Linked DNA regions of Mus musculus: region 1 is linked to region 2. Evidence: chromatin contacts called from public HiChIP or PLAC-seq data. All regions are on one chromosome and are shown on one strand. Each heading gives the region's core, a stretch centred on a gene start, on an enhancer-like site or on the middle of the called end of the contact. The rest is flanking DNA. Distances are from core to core; before and after follow the strand shown. Region 1 holds the start of Itgb3 (integrin beta 3). Region 2 overlaps Gm11639.

Region 1 (6,255 bases), core at 1,840-4,339, 340 kb before region 2:
AAGCTGGGGAAGGACAGAAGAGAACTACAAAATAAACATAACTAATTTCAAGATGAACCGTTAAGGTGGGAAGGGGGCAGCCAGAACAAGAGGATAGAGAAAAGAACTGGGAGGACGGTAAGCTTCAGTGAAGACAATAGGGTCAGCACACAGTGGGATGTCTTTGATTCAGCTTAAGTGTGAGTGGCCCCCAGAGGCTCATTTGTTTGGATAACTAACTGATCCCCAGTTGGTGGTGAAGCTTTGAGGTTCAGAATGCAAAAAGGTGAGACCTGGCTGGTAGAGGAGAACCTTGGAGGGTAATAGCTCAGTTTCATACAGGTCCAAGTCTCTTTGCCCTCTGGCCTCCTGTCAGGATGTGAACAGCTGCTTCAAGTTCTCTGCCGAGATAGACTCAAACTTGAACACTAGGAGATGGCTCACAGGGCAGAAGTGTTAGTTAAGCAAACTTGATGATCTGAGTTCCATTCCTGGATCCTATGCTGTCCTCCACCTCCATGTGTACCATGGCATGCATATAGTTGCATATACCACACATATACTACACACACACACCACTACACACACACACACACACACACACACCACACACACAAACACCACACCACACACATATACACACACACACACACACACACACACACACACACCACACCACACACACAGGGCACACATACACATACCACACATACACTCCCCACCTCACACACACACACCACACACACAGGACACACATACACACACCACACACACAGGACACACACACACACCACATGTATACCCCACACACCACATCTCACACACACACACCACACTCACACACACACACACTCTACAAATTAACTTTAAAAAAACAGGGACATAGAAAGGGGTGGAGGGAAACTTGTGACAATTTATAAAGCCATTTATAAGAAATATCATCAAAAACACAGTGAAATAGCCAGAAGTTCAGCAAATTTGTTTAAGGAGAGTTGTAAGAGTTGCTAAACTTAAAAATATCATCGATTAACTTTGTGTGCATCGATGCTTTGCCTGCACATGTCTGTATAAGGATATCCGATCCCCTGGAACTGGAGTTGCAGATGGTTGTGAGCTGCCATGAGGGTGACTCGAACCTGGGTCCTCCAGAACAGCAGACAGTACTTTTAAACACTGAACCATTCCTCCAGGTCCAGGAGTTGCTAAACGTAAAGTTTAGCACGACGAAGGGAGATGATTCTAGACTGAAACTCAGAACTAGAGAACAGAGTGAAGAGTAGCAGAAGTGGTAGACAGATGGGTGAATCTCTTGCTCTCCTGATTTAAGAGATGAATAACCATTTAAAATAAAAAGCCTAAATTGTGTTTTTAAATTACTGTTTTGTGTGTATATGTATATAAGTGTGTGATATGTGTGTGTGTGTAGTGTAGGCTTATGTATACGGTGGTTGCATGGCTATACCCATGTGTACCCATGCACATACATGTGGAGATCAGAGGATGCTGTATTTTCACAAGATAGGGTCTCTCACTAAGCCTGGAGCTGGGCTAGCTGCCGGGCAGCCTTCTGCCTCACCACTTCCTCCCATTGCACTGGGATTACAGGCCAGCAGATGTCTATGCTCAGATCTGTTTGTGGTTGTTGGGGAATTTGAACCCAGGTCCTCACATTGGTCCAGCAAGCACTCTTGTCCACTGAGACATCTCCCTAGCCTCACTATTACTTTTGGTTTGCTTGGGATACTTTCCTGTTATGTAGCCTAGGGTGTATTCAAACTTGCTATGAGTCACTGTGTAGAGTAATGAAATACCGGGGAAAATACAATTGTGTCCATGAATTTATACAGTTATAAAGTTCATATCTGTGACATGAAATGATATAATATCCTGTTGTGTGAGAAGTCTGAGGAAGAAGGGTACACCTCTGGAGAGGACAAGGCTGGAGGAGGAGGAACATCAGACAAGATGGCGTGGAAGACATGGCATTTGAGATGTTTTGAAAAGTAAGTGGGATTTTCCAAATGGAAAGAGGAAGGAAGGTCAGTCAGATGGAAAGGCATGGGACATTTAGGAGTGACAAAAATCTCTTGGGCTAAGGCTGGGTGATGGATCATGGCTGAGTTCTTTCCACACCCTTCCTCCAGAGTCTGCTCTAGCTCAGGCTGGCTTTGAACTCCCTATGTACTCAAGCACTACCTGGAACTTCTGGTCTTCCTGCCTCCTTAGGCTGGAATTGTAGGCATCACATCCTGTTTCACGTAGTGCTGGGGATGGAGCCCAGTGGTTGCTAGGCAAGTGCTCTGCCGATTGCACCACATCGCCTGCCCTAGTTTTATTTATTTATTTATTTATTTATTTATTTATTTATTTATTTATTTATTTATTTATTTTACAACACTACCCTTCTTGCGTAAGGATGCACAGGCCCAGTCACTTCTTATGACATCCTGATCAGCTTCAGCATTTTGCACCTTTTGCACGTCTAGGGGTTTCCCATCTGGGGAAGACTCAAGGAAACTAGTGCAGGGGATAGGAACAGCAGCAAGTGTTCTCTGAGGAAAATACTATAAAGCTAGTGAATTTGAGTTGGAAGGCAATATGGTGACTGTTCTAAAATGATTCTTAGACACCTGCTACGGGCAAGCAAGCATTTACAGACAGAGGCTCTACTCGGATCCGTCTTTCCTACCACAAGCTGCAGGTGTGGTATTGACAAGAGGCTGCATAGAAAGCATTTGACAGCTGCCTGCCCGTTGAGGAAAAGAATGAAACCAGGAGGAAAGCAAACTGAGCCCGGTGAAGTGAAATAGCAGTGTTGATGTCTCTGCGGAGGTGGGACTAGCAGAGTCCAGGAAGTGACCCAAAGCTTTTTTTTTCTTCTTTTTTTAAACCGAGCACCCAGGCGCAGACACCTGGGACCCAGATGCACACAGGACCCCGGGGGGCGCGGTCTCCTCTAGTGAACGCGGGCAGGTCCTCGTGGGCGGGGGGCTGGGGAAGATTGCAAAGTTTACCCATCACACTCAGCCTCAGGCAGGGTCCAGGCGTGAGCCGGAGGGAGGGAGCGCGAGCACTCCGCCCGCCCCGCTGTGTCCCACCCACCCCGTCCCCTCCCTTCTTCCCTCCCCTCCGCAGGAAAAGCAGCTGCGGGTGCCAGGCTCGCCGTGGCGCGCGCGCGGCGTGAAGGGCGGCGGACAGGATGCGAGCGCAGTGGCCGGGACAACTCTGGGCCGCTCTGCTGGCGCTGGGGGCGCTGGCGGGCGTTGTTGTTGGAGGTGAGCGAGTCGGGTGCGCGAAATGCCGTAGGACCCTGGGAACCCGGAGCTAGGACTGAGAAGCAGAGGTGCGGGGGGCGGATCCTTCTTCCCGTGGCCTCGAGGGCGCATCGCTGGTGGCGGAGATCCTGGCCTGGCCCGGGAAGCAGAGGAAAGATGGAGATCCGCTGGGCCGTCCCGGTGCGCTGGCAGAAGGATGCAGCTCACCTGCTTGGGTGGGTGTGTGCGCTCTGGGTTGCCCCTTTCTCTGGAGTGCGCAGGACAATCTTCTGGCCGCCCCACTCCTTAAGGAGGAGCAGGGATTCGGGCTCCGTCCCTTCTGGGGCCGACCTCTCACCCAACACTCCCTGACTGTGTGCTGGGAGTCAGCACAGAGGTCCTTGGGGCTGACTTTGTCTCTCCTGCGTGTGTCCCACAACATCAGCTGCCTGCATCGTCAGCTTTCAGGCCCACTAACGCTGCAGGGAAGGGGAGTCATCCAGTCCGCAGAGCCTAGGGGAGCGGGAGGGGGTGGTTGCTGGAGGTCAGCTGGAGCAAGTAAAACCCGCAGTTGTGTGTGTGTGTGTGTGTGCACATGTGTGTAATACAGTCTCATATATTTCAGGATACCTCACACTCTGTGTAGTCCAGGGTGACCTTGCACTTCAGATTCCCCTGTGCCTCTACTAAGGAGTGCTAGGACTATAGACATGCACCACCCCTCAGGGTTTATATGCTGCAGGGAGTCGAACCCAGGGTCTCCTCATGGCAGGCAAGCACTTTATTAATTGAGCTACATCTCCAGACCCAGATGGACTATTTGTTAAAGGTAAACTTTATTAAGTTGACTTTGAAGTTAAGTAATCTAAAAAAAGATTTTGGTGGCTGCCTTCCTGACCCTTGTACGGTGGTACAGATGAACATAGACATGGGACAGGGAAAGGGAAAGGGGTTTCAGTAGAGAACTGATATTTGTCTTTTGTGGCAGAAGCTTCCAAGCGAAAGATGAAAACTGTGGTCTTTAGCCTACATTGAACAAGCTTTGTCACCACAGAACAGGAACCAGGCTCTCTAGCATTCTGCCCTGGAGATATTAGAGTCTCTGTCAGCTGCTGGTAGCCGTTGATGGGGAATGGGGAAATCCTCCAGGAAAGCTGATGTTTCTAACAGATAGGCTAACTTTCGTGAATTTAAAACCTTTTAAACATTTCGACTTAATTTTTTAATTGGCATGTCATGACAGGCCCTGCTTCTGTACAGCGTGAAAGTGTCCTCACAGATAACAGATACACTGAACAAAAGATAGCTAGTACTCTTTGTGTTAGGCAATTTCCAGTTCCCCTCAGCTATTTTGAGATTTTACTTAAAACACTTTGTGGTTTGTTTGTATCTATAACTTTCACATTGACTTCTGAGTGTCATCATCACCACCTCAGGATAGAAAGAGATCCTGTTTAAAAAAATAGAAGTGATATTTCTGAAGAGTGACACTCAGGTTGTCTTTTGGTCTCTGCCCAGGGACAATTGTATATGAGCATGCATGTACATGTGCATGCGTGTACACATGGTATACACACCAAACAAACAAACAAACAAACAAACAACGGATCCTTTAGGATATCTGTTCACAGATTTGTTGTGATTGGAATAATCTAGGGAGGCGATGGCTTGTGCCAAGCTAGCCTCAGGCTCCCTCTGAGAGGATGTAGAGTCCTGTTGAGGGGCAGAAGCCTCTAGAGCATCCTGTGCAAGAGGTGTCTGTCATACTCACATGCCATCTCAGTGTTGGTGGCAGAGTTGCAAACATCACTAGGTCCCTGGGGAAGCAGGCAGTGTGGTGACTTTGGGGACACACAGAACAGGGTCGGAGTGAGGTGCCACAGAAGGGCCTTCAGAGTAGGAGGGGTAGGAGATTCTGCTCTGAGGAGACGCTGACTTTCAGTTTCTAACTACAAAAGTAATCCTTTTAGCTTCATCTAAATACTTTGTTGTATTTAAAACAAGGCGTCCTTGTATCGCAGTGGGTATTCTAACCTAATTAGGTCAGCTAGGATGAGGTGCTTGGTTCTCTAGAGTCCGCATTCTGGGAACTGTCCAACTAAAGCTCTCTTCAGGAATCCGCAGGGCCAGGAGAGATGAGGAAAGGCTTTTTGCTGGGGAAGAGGGACAGCTGGGGTTTAAGCAAGCGGGATGTGGGTTTGATTCTTAGCTTTGCCCCTGATTGACCATGCCATCTTGTTAAATTACCTAATATCTTAGTTGGGCTTCCTCACCTGTAAAGTGGAGAAAAATAGTGCCTCTCGTTGGCAGACTAAATGAGACAAAGGCTCAAATGAAGTGTTCCATGCGTGGTGATTGCTGTTGCTATTAAGCTGTCTACTATGGACTGCGGGCCAGAGCTGTTGCTGCTTCGTGCATTGGTGCGGTCCAGGCTCCCAGCTGAGAATTCAGCTCTCACAGCCTCTGAATTCAGCTCATTCCTCTGTGGTAGCTTGGCATATTTCAGCCCTTTGGGTCCTCCAAGAATCTACAGAGAAGACCCAGGAGGAGAGATGTCCACACATTCATTTTTTTTTTTGAGTCTTAACTTTGCATAGAGATGGAGGGCGGTAAAATCCATACATAAGACTTCAGTCTCTACAGGGAGAGCAAAATGTATATTTTGCTCAGCACTGTGCCCAGTGCTTGGCACACAGGCAACAAAAAAATTTATGTAGGGCTTGGTATAAAAAGGCACCTAGAGGTGATGTCTCTTTACTTGGAGAAATATAATATTTACATATTTATAGTCTCGGGTGTTCTACCTGAACAGTGTGTGTGTGAGAGAGAATATATGTTTGTGAGAATGTCTCTCTGTGTGTGAATATATGTGAGAGTGTGTGTCTGTGTGTGTGAGAGTGTGTGTATGTGTGTGAATGTGTATCTCTGTGTGAGAGTGTGTCTGTGTGTGAGAGTGTGTCTCTCTGAGTGTGAATTGTTATGTTTGAGTATATGTGTGTATGTATCTCTGTGTGTGAGTATA
Region 2 (6,038 bases), core at 3,361-5,860:
TTATTTTCAGGCTAAGGAGAAGCTCTGTAGGTAAAGGACTTGCCATTCAGGCACGGGGTCCCGTATAAGAAGGATACAGTAGTATATGTCTGTCATCCCAGCACATCTGCAGTGATCTACAGTGACATGGGAGGCAGACACAGGAAAATCCTCAGAAGCTCGAGGGCCAGGCAGCCTGGCCTAGGCAGCAGCAAAACCAGTTAGAGAGCCTGTCTCCAACAGTGTAGGTGGGGACCAACACCGAGGTTGTCCACTGACCACCCCATGGGCATCACAGCCTGTGCACTCACAAGCACACACATGCCACCAAAAATGTTTAATTCCACCTTTAAATACTATTAAAATGGCAAATAAATTCTATATGGATTTTAAAGAGGACATACGTTCAAATAATAGTACCATAGTTTACTTCAAAGAACCCGTGTCAGTGTGTGTGTGTGTGTGTGTGTGTGTGTGTGTGTGTAACCATTTTCCTAAGTAGAAGGAAGAACCCAAGAAGAGCTGCCAAATAGGAGGCACTATTCTGTATCATTGATCAAAGCCACTGATTTCATTTTAGCATATGAGCATCCAATTCCTATTTAAAAAACAAAACGTTAACCTTTGGTTTATGAGATTTTTGCCCTCACGAGTACCATATAGAATAAAAAGCCTTCCACATTTTGACTGTGATCTCAAACTCGGGATGGACTGCATCCAAGTCATTTTCCCTCTCAATACAGACAAATTTGAGGCACTATAAGCCAGTTATGACATCATTGAAATTTTTAAAGACTTTAATATTTTAAGTGACAAGAAGTTGGGTGAATGGTTTATGGAGTGTTCTTTTGAGTGTGTGTGTACATTGTAGCATGGTAGCATCCAGCTAATTAACTTATGTGTAACTTCATTTTTTTGTAAAGCATACATGTAAACTCTACTCTTAATAAATGTTCAAAAATACAATGCACCTATATTAACTGTTGTACAACAGATCTTTTGACCATTCCTTCTATCTAGCTGAATTTTTTTTATCCTTTGACCAATGTCTCCCCAACTTCATCCCTAGTCCAGGCCCTGTTAGCCAGCATACTTCTTATTTCTCAAAGTTCAGCTGTCTTACACCCCATGTGTATGTAAAACCTTTCAGTGTTTTTCTTTCTGTGCTTGACTCTTTGTTTTCTCCTTCCCTCCCAATGTGCATACCTCTAGTTCATTTTTCTTGTCTGCTCTCATGACTACATCAGTACTACTTTGACTAGAAGTGATAAAAGTGTATGTAGGTATCTTACGATAAATCTTGGTGGAAAAGCTTTCATTTCTCCATTGGTTGCAATATTAAATTGTGAGATGTTCAGGAATGTTGAGTATACTAAAGATCATGGAGTCTTTTTCTTCTTCTATCCATTTTGTTAGTCTGTCTATTGATAGAAGAATTTGGCAGTTATCTTTCTACTAGAGCAACAAAATACCCAGTACAATTTTTTTATGAAATAGATGTCTGTATGGCTTAAGAGATTCAGAGTCTGATATTGACTTAGCATCACCTCTTGTCTGTATCACCACTTGGGACATGTGGTAAAGGTGGCTTTGTGTGTGGAAACAAACAACTAATTGTATCTTGAGCTAGGAGCAGAGAGAAGGGATGGCGCTGAATCCAGGCTTTTAGACAATCTACTAATGCACACTACCAGTGAGTCTCAAGAGAGCAACGCTCTGAGGCCATACCTCAGAGGACTCTGGTATCTGTGCTAGTAACGGGGTGGCGGGGGTGGCGGGGGGGGGGCTGATTGTCATTTTCCCACCGAGCTCCACACTAATTACTCCTAGGGAGCTAATGACATTCAAAACGCTTTCTCCCTTTCCCTGTACATCCAGCCTGAGGTCACATGCCCCACAGGATCTCTACCACACCTTTGCTCTACACCAGGACTCCCCTTTAGTAAACAGTCAAAAATGTAGTTTAGGTCCTTTTTGAAGAAGACTCGGGAAACAGCACTATAAGCCTCTCAAGTCAATCACCTTGCTGGTGTCACCTGGAACCTTCCTTTTTGGAATCTTGTTAAGGGAGTTATGACAAAGTGTTAACCTAGAAAGTACGTTCAGTAGCAGTTTCTGAAGTATCTGGAAAATGGGTATGGTGCCCAAACAATGGTAATGCAGAGAGTCCCACAGTCTCTGTTACATCGTAATGTCTTTTAATCTTCTCCTATAGTTGATGAGAAAATTTCGCTACAAACACTGATGCAAAAACTGAAAGATTATACAGGTGAGTGGGAAGGTTATAAAGTTAGGGTTGGGCTATCCTCAATAATGCTTCATATTCGGTAATATTTCTCAATACCTGATGCCTGACTTATAAATTCTGGTATTTTTATAACTTGTTGACAATATTGGACTCTACAGCTACATGTTTTAAAATTTTCCATAGTTTTGGAATGGGATTCTGTAATCTGTTGTTGCTCATGATGTTATAATTTGCTTCAATGGCACTTTGAAAACCCAGTAGAGAAAGGTACACTGAACCTGAGTCAAGTCTTCAAATAGTCAAGTCAATGCCCTCGTCATATCCATTGTAATTCTCTTTTAAAAATCAAAATGTTTTTTCCCTAAGAATAGTATCTCATAGCTCTAATCCAGCATTCTGGAGACTGAGGCAGGACTGAGTTCCAAGCCAGTCTCAGCTATACAACTTTGAGGCTGGTATTAAACACAAAGGGACTCTGTCTCAAAAGTAAAGAAGCAAATAAATAAGTCTAGAAATTATTTTTGAAGAAAATTTTATGTAAGTATTTTGTTATAAATTAAATTAGGCCTGTGAGGTGGCTCAGTAGGTAAAGGTGCATGCTGCCGGGCAGGATGAAGCCTTCAGGTCCTCGGGTCAACATGGTGGAAAGAAAAAATCAACTCCTCCAAGTTATCCTTTGTCCTCCACGCCTGCACCACGACAGATACCATACACACATGTGCACACGCGCACACACACACACACACACACACACACACACACACACACTAAAAAATAAATGTAACAAATTAACTTTATCAGATTTTACTCACTGTCAAAGTAGCTTATTTGTATTATGAGATATAAACTTCGCCTAACAAGTTTATGGTCGCAATAGTTTTTAAATGATTTCTTTTCACTTTCATCTTTGACCTGAAAATGGGGATACTTTTAATGATAAGGAAACTCTTTTTGGTAGCCATGATGAGCATAGTCTGAACTGTGGTCCTTAGCCAGTCTCCTTTGACAGGGGAGAAGATTGAGGCCAGTGATGTACCGAGTGTCCTGGAGAACCTTGGTATCGAGCTCACAGACAAGGAGTTGGAGGAACTGATGAAAACGTTGCCCTTCAACGGTAAGTCCATGGAAGCTTCTTGTGAGGTTGAATTTCGTTCATCAAAATTTCATTTTTAATTGTTGCAAAGAATTAAAGAATGATTTTAAAGACTAGAAATATATATATGAAAACTATCAGTGTCAGTGTTTAAGAAACCAGGCAGCCCTTGATACATGTTTTCTGTTCCTGTGTCCATACCACTAAGGAGCTCACATGATTAAAAAAAAATGGAAGAAACTAAAAATAACATCAGAATTTTTAAAAAGCAAAGGTACATTTACCTATTGACATAATAGACTTATTAGACATATTTAGCATATTGAGAAAGATCGTTGATTTCATTGTTAAAGGTGAAAAGTTCTGGTAGAATATTGTTAAACTCTACTGAGAATAACTCATATGCTAAATAATTAATCCAGAGAAAGGCGTGATGGAGCTAGAGAGCTAGCACAGTGATTAAAAACACAGCTTAGTTCCCAGCATGCACATGGTAGATCAAAACTCTCTGTAACTTCTGTTTTAAAGGACTTAACATCGTCTTCTGACCTCTTCAGACACCAGGCATGCAGATGGTGAAGAGACATTTGAGTAGACAGAACACCCACACATACATAATAACTAGTGCATGATCTGATGGTGTTCTCTGTGGTTACAGATCTGTACTGATCACAATTGTTATTTTGAGAGTAATTCTGTTATCCCCACATAGAACCACCACACTCAGTGCCAGTCATTCCTCATCCCTAATTCTTCTACACCACTAGGACAGCCACTAACCCATCTTCATCAATCTGCCTACTGCAAGCAGTTCCTATAAATGGCATTGCATAGTGTCTTATTATGTACCAATACTTCGTTACTGAATAGTCTGAAATAATAGAAATATCATATTTTATTTATTATATGTTCATTGGTAAATGAGTATTTAATTATTTCCAATTTTGGGCAAGTATGGATAGTCCTGCAAGTATCCACATACAAGTTTTTGTGTTGATGTATGTTTTAACTTTTCTAGTATATTTATAGAAGCAAAATTTCTGGGCCATATAGTAACTTTTTATTTAATGGTTAAAGAAAGCCAGTCCAGGGGCTGAAGAAATGACTTAGTAGTTAAAACTTCTCTTTGAAAAAAACCAGAGTTCTGTTCTCAGCATCCACATCATGTATGTAACCATGGCGTTTTCCACCCACACCCTAGTTCCCAAACAATGACTCAGGGGCTTACTATTTATTAACAATACTTGTGGCCTTTTGCTAGGCTTGTTCCCTGACTTGCTCCTAACTTATTTAACCCATTTAAACGATTCTATGTCTGCCACATGGTGGTTACCTCTCCTCAGTTTCATACGAGTCTGGGTGACAAATTCCCCACCTCTGACTATTTCCCATCGTTGCAATCTCCCTACCAGAACTCCCACCTTGTAGTTTCTGCCTTTTGCTAATAGGAACATCAGCTTTTTATTGACAGATGATGTTTCCACATAATCCACAAGCGATTATCCCTATAATGTAATCCAAACCATGTGTAACTCATCTCCAAGGGATCTGATTCCTTCTTATCTGCAGAGAGAGAGAGAGAGAGAGAGAGAGAGAGAGAGAGAGAGAGAGAGAGAGAGAGAGACAGAGACAGAGAGACAGAGAGACAGAGACAGAGAGAGACACAGAGAGACACAGAGAGAGAGAGAAATAAAATAAATCTTTTTTTTAAAGAAAGCCAGATTATCTTCCAAAGTGACTGCACTGAGTATAAATATTGTAGTAATTTTAGGGGGTGGGTTCTGCCCCACTCTATCCCATTTAGCTCCTGAGTAAACAACAGTGAGACATCAGATGTGATTAACAAGCTGAAGGCATGGTAGTGGTCAGGTAGGTTCTGAACCATTCTAACCTGACTAGGCCATCAATAACCAGATAAATGCCCTGTCACTTGCCAATTGAGTCTTCTCTGTTCCATGTGTGTCCTCGAGGTTAGCTTCTCTTGACCACATGCTCACAGTCCCTCCTGCCTCAAAACAGCCTCCTTCTTCTCTTCTCTTTTCTTCTTCTCTCTCCACTCTCCCTCATGGTCATTCCTGAGACAACCCACTCAATTATAAGTACTGCCTTCCTATCCTCTTTGCCAAGCTATAGACTCCAGTCTTTTAGTCATCAATCAAAGATTATTGGGGAGCATTCTTTATAGCATATTGGTCAATACAATGCCTATGTCCAAACTGCAACCCAATTTTGAGGCACAGAGCCCAGCATCTAAATATGCACTGCACAAGACCAACACCAACATCTCCCCTTTTTAGTCCAATAAAAATCTTTCTCTTACAATAATAAACTGTATATAGTAAGAACAATTATGAAAACCATCATGTAAGAGTTGTATTCACAGTATCTAGTCCATTTATAAATGGCAACTTAGGAGAAAGTACTCTATTATCTAGTCTATCTGGCTGAGTTCAGAAGTTTTGCACCTAAATCAGTTTCTATCATAACTTGTATTATCAATCTAAAAACATCTTCTTATACCCAAAAACATGTTCTTAAGTCCAAAACTTAAGCTTTTATTGTGAGACTACAACTATCTAGTCTTTAACCCCATCAGAAACTTGAGGAGGATAAATATTACCTGAGTAAGCAGGAAGTGCAGAGCTAGCAACTTCCAAAACTATAAAAGTGACAGAGTCATTGGCTGCCTGAGAAGTCCTCCCAAATTGTTCAATAACA

What was found. HiChIP or PLAC-seq counts read pairs in DNA pulled down with a chosen protein or histone mark.
Region 1: a contact with region 2 is called in an HNF4G HiChIP or PLAC-seq map of pancreatic cancer cells. The contact joins the promoter of Itgb3 here to the enhancer-like site in region 2. A contact is called at or near these places in 3 of 39 promoter capture datasets (cranial neural crest, hippocampal neurons and maxillary cranial neural crest), 1 of 15 datasets of contacts at CTCF or cohesin (pro-B cells), 1 of 484 Hi-C or Micro-C datasets (embryonic stem cells), 6 of 115 datasets of contacts at active chromatin or transcription factors (bone marrow-derived macrophages, embryonic limb bud, embryonic stem cells and 2 more) and 1 of 9 other capture datasets (embryonic stem cells).

The regions. Positions count from the first base shown.
Region 1 is chr11:104,604,911-104,611,165 of GRCm38.p6, forward strand. It overlaps Itgb3 (integrin beta 3), which reads left to right and starts at 3,090. Exons shown (of 15, transcript NM_016780.2): 1 at 3,090-3,254. The coding sequence starts at 3,179.
Region 2 is chr11:104,948,006-104,954,043 of GRCm38.p6, forward strand. It overlaps Gm11639, which reads left to right. Exons shown (of 108, transcript XM_017314877.1): 81 at 2,195-2,248; 82 at 3,237-3,341. Among named protein-coding and RNA genes, the nearest start is that of Gm25362, 130 kb to the right of the region's middle. Within about 2 kb of position 4,611, at least 10 of the 459 cell types and tissues checked have an H3K27ac peak or open chromatin away from gene starts, as enhancers often do. A contact at or near this core is called in pancreatic cancer cells, where this site is marked.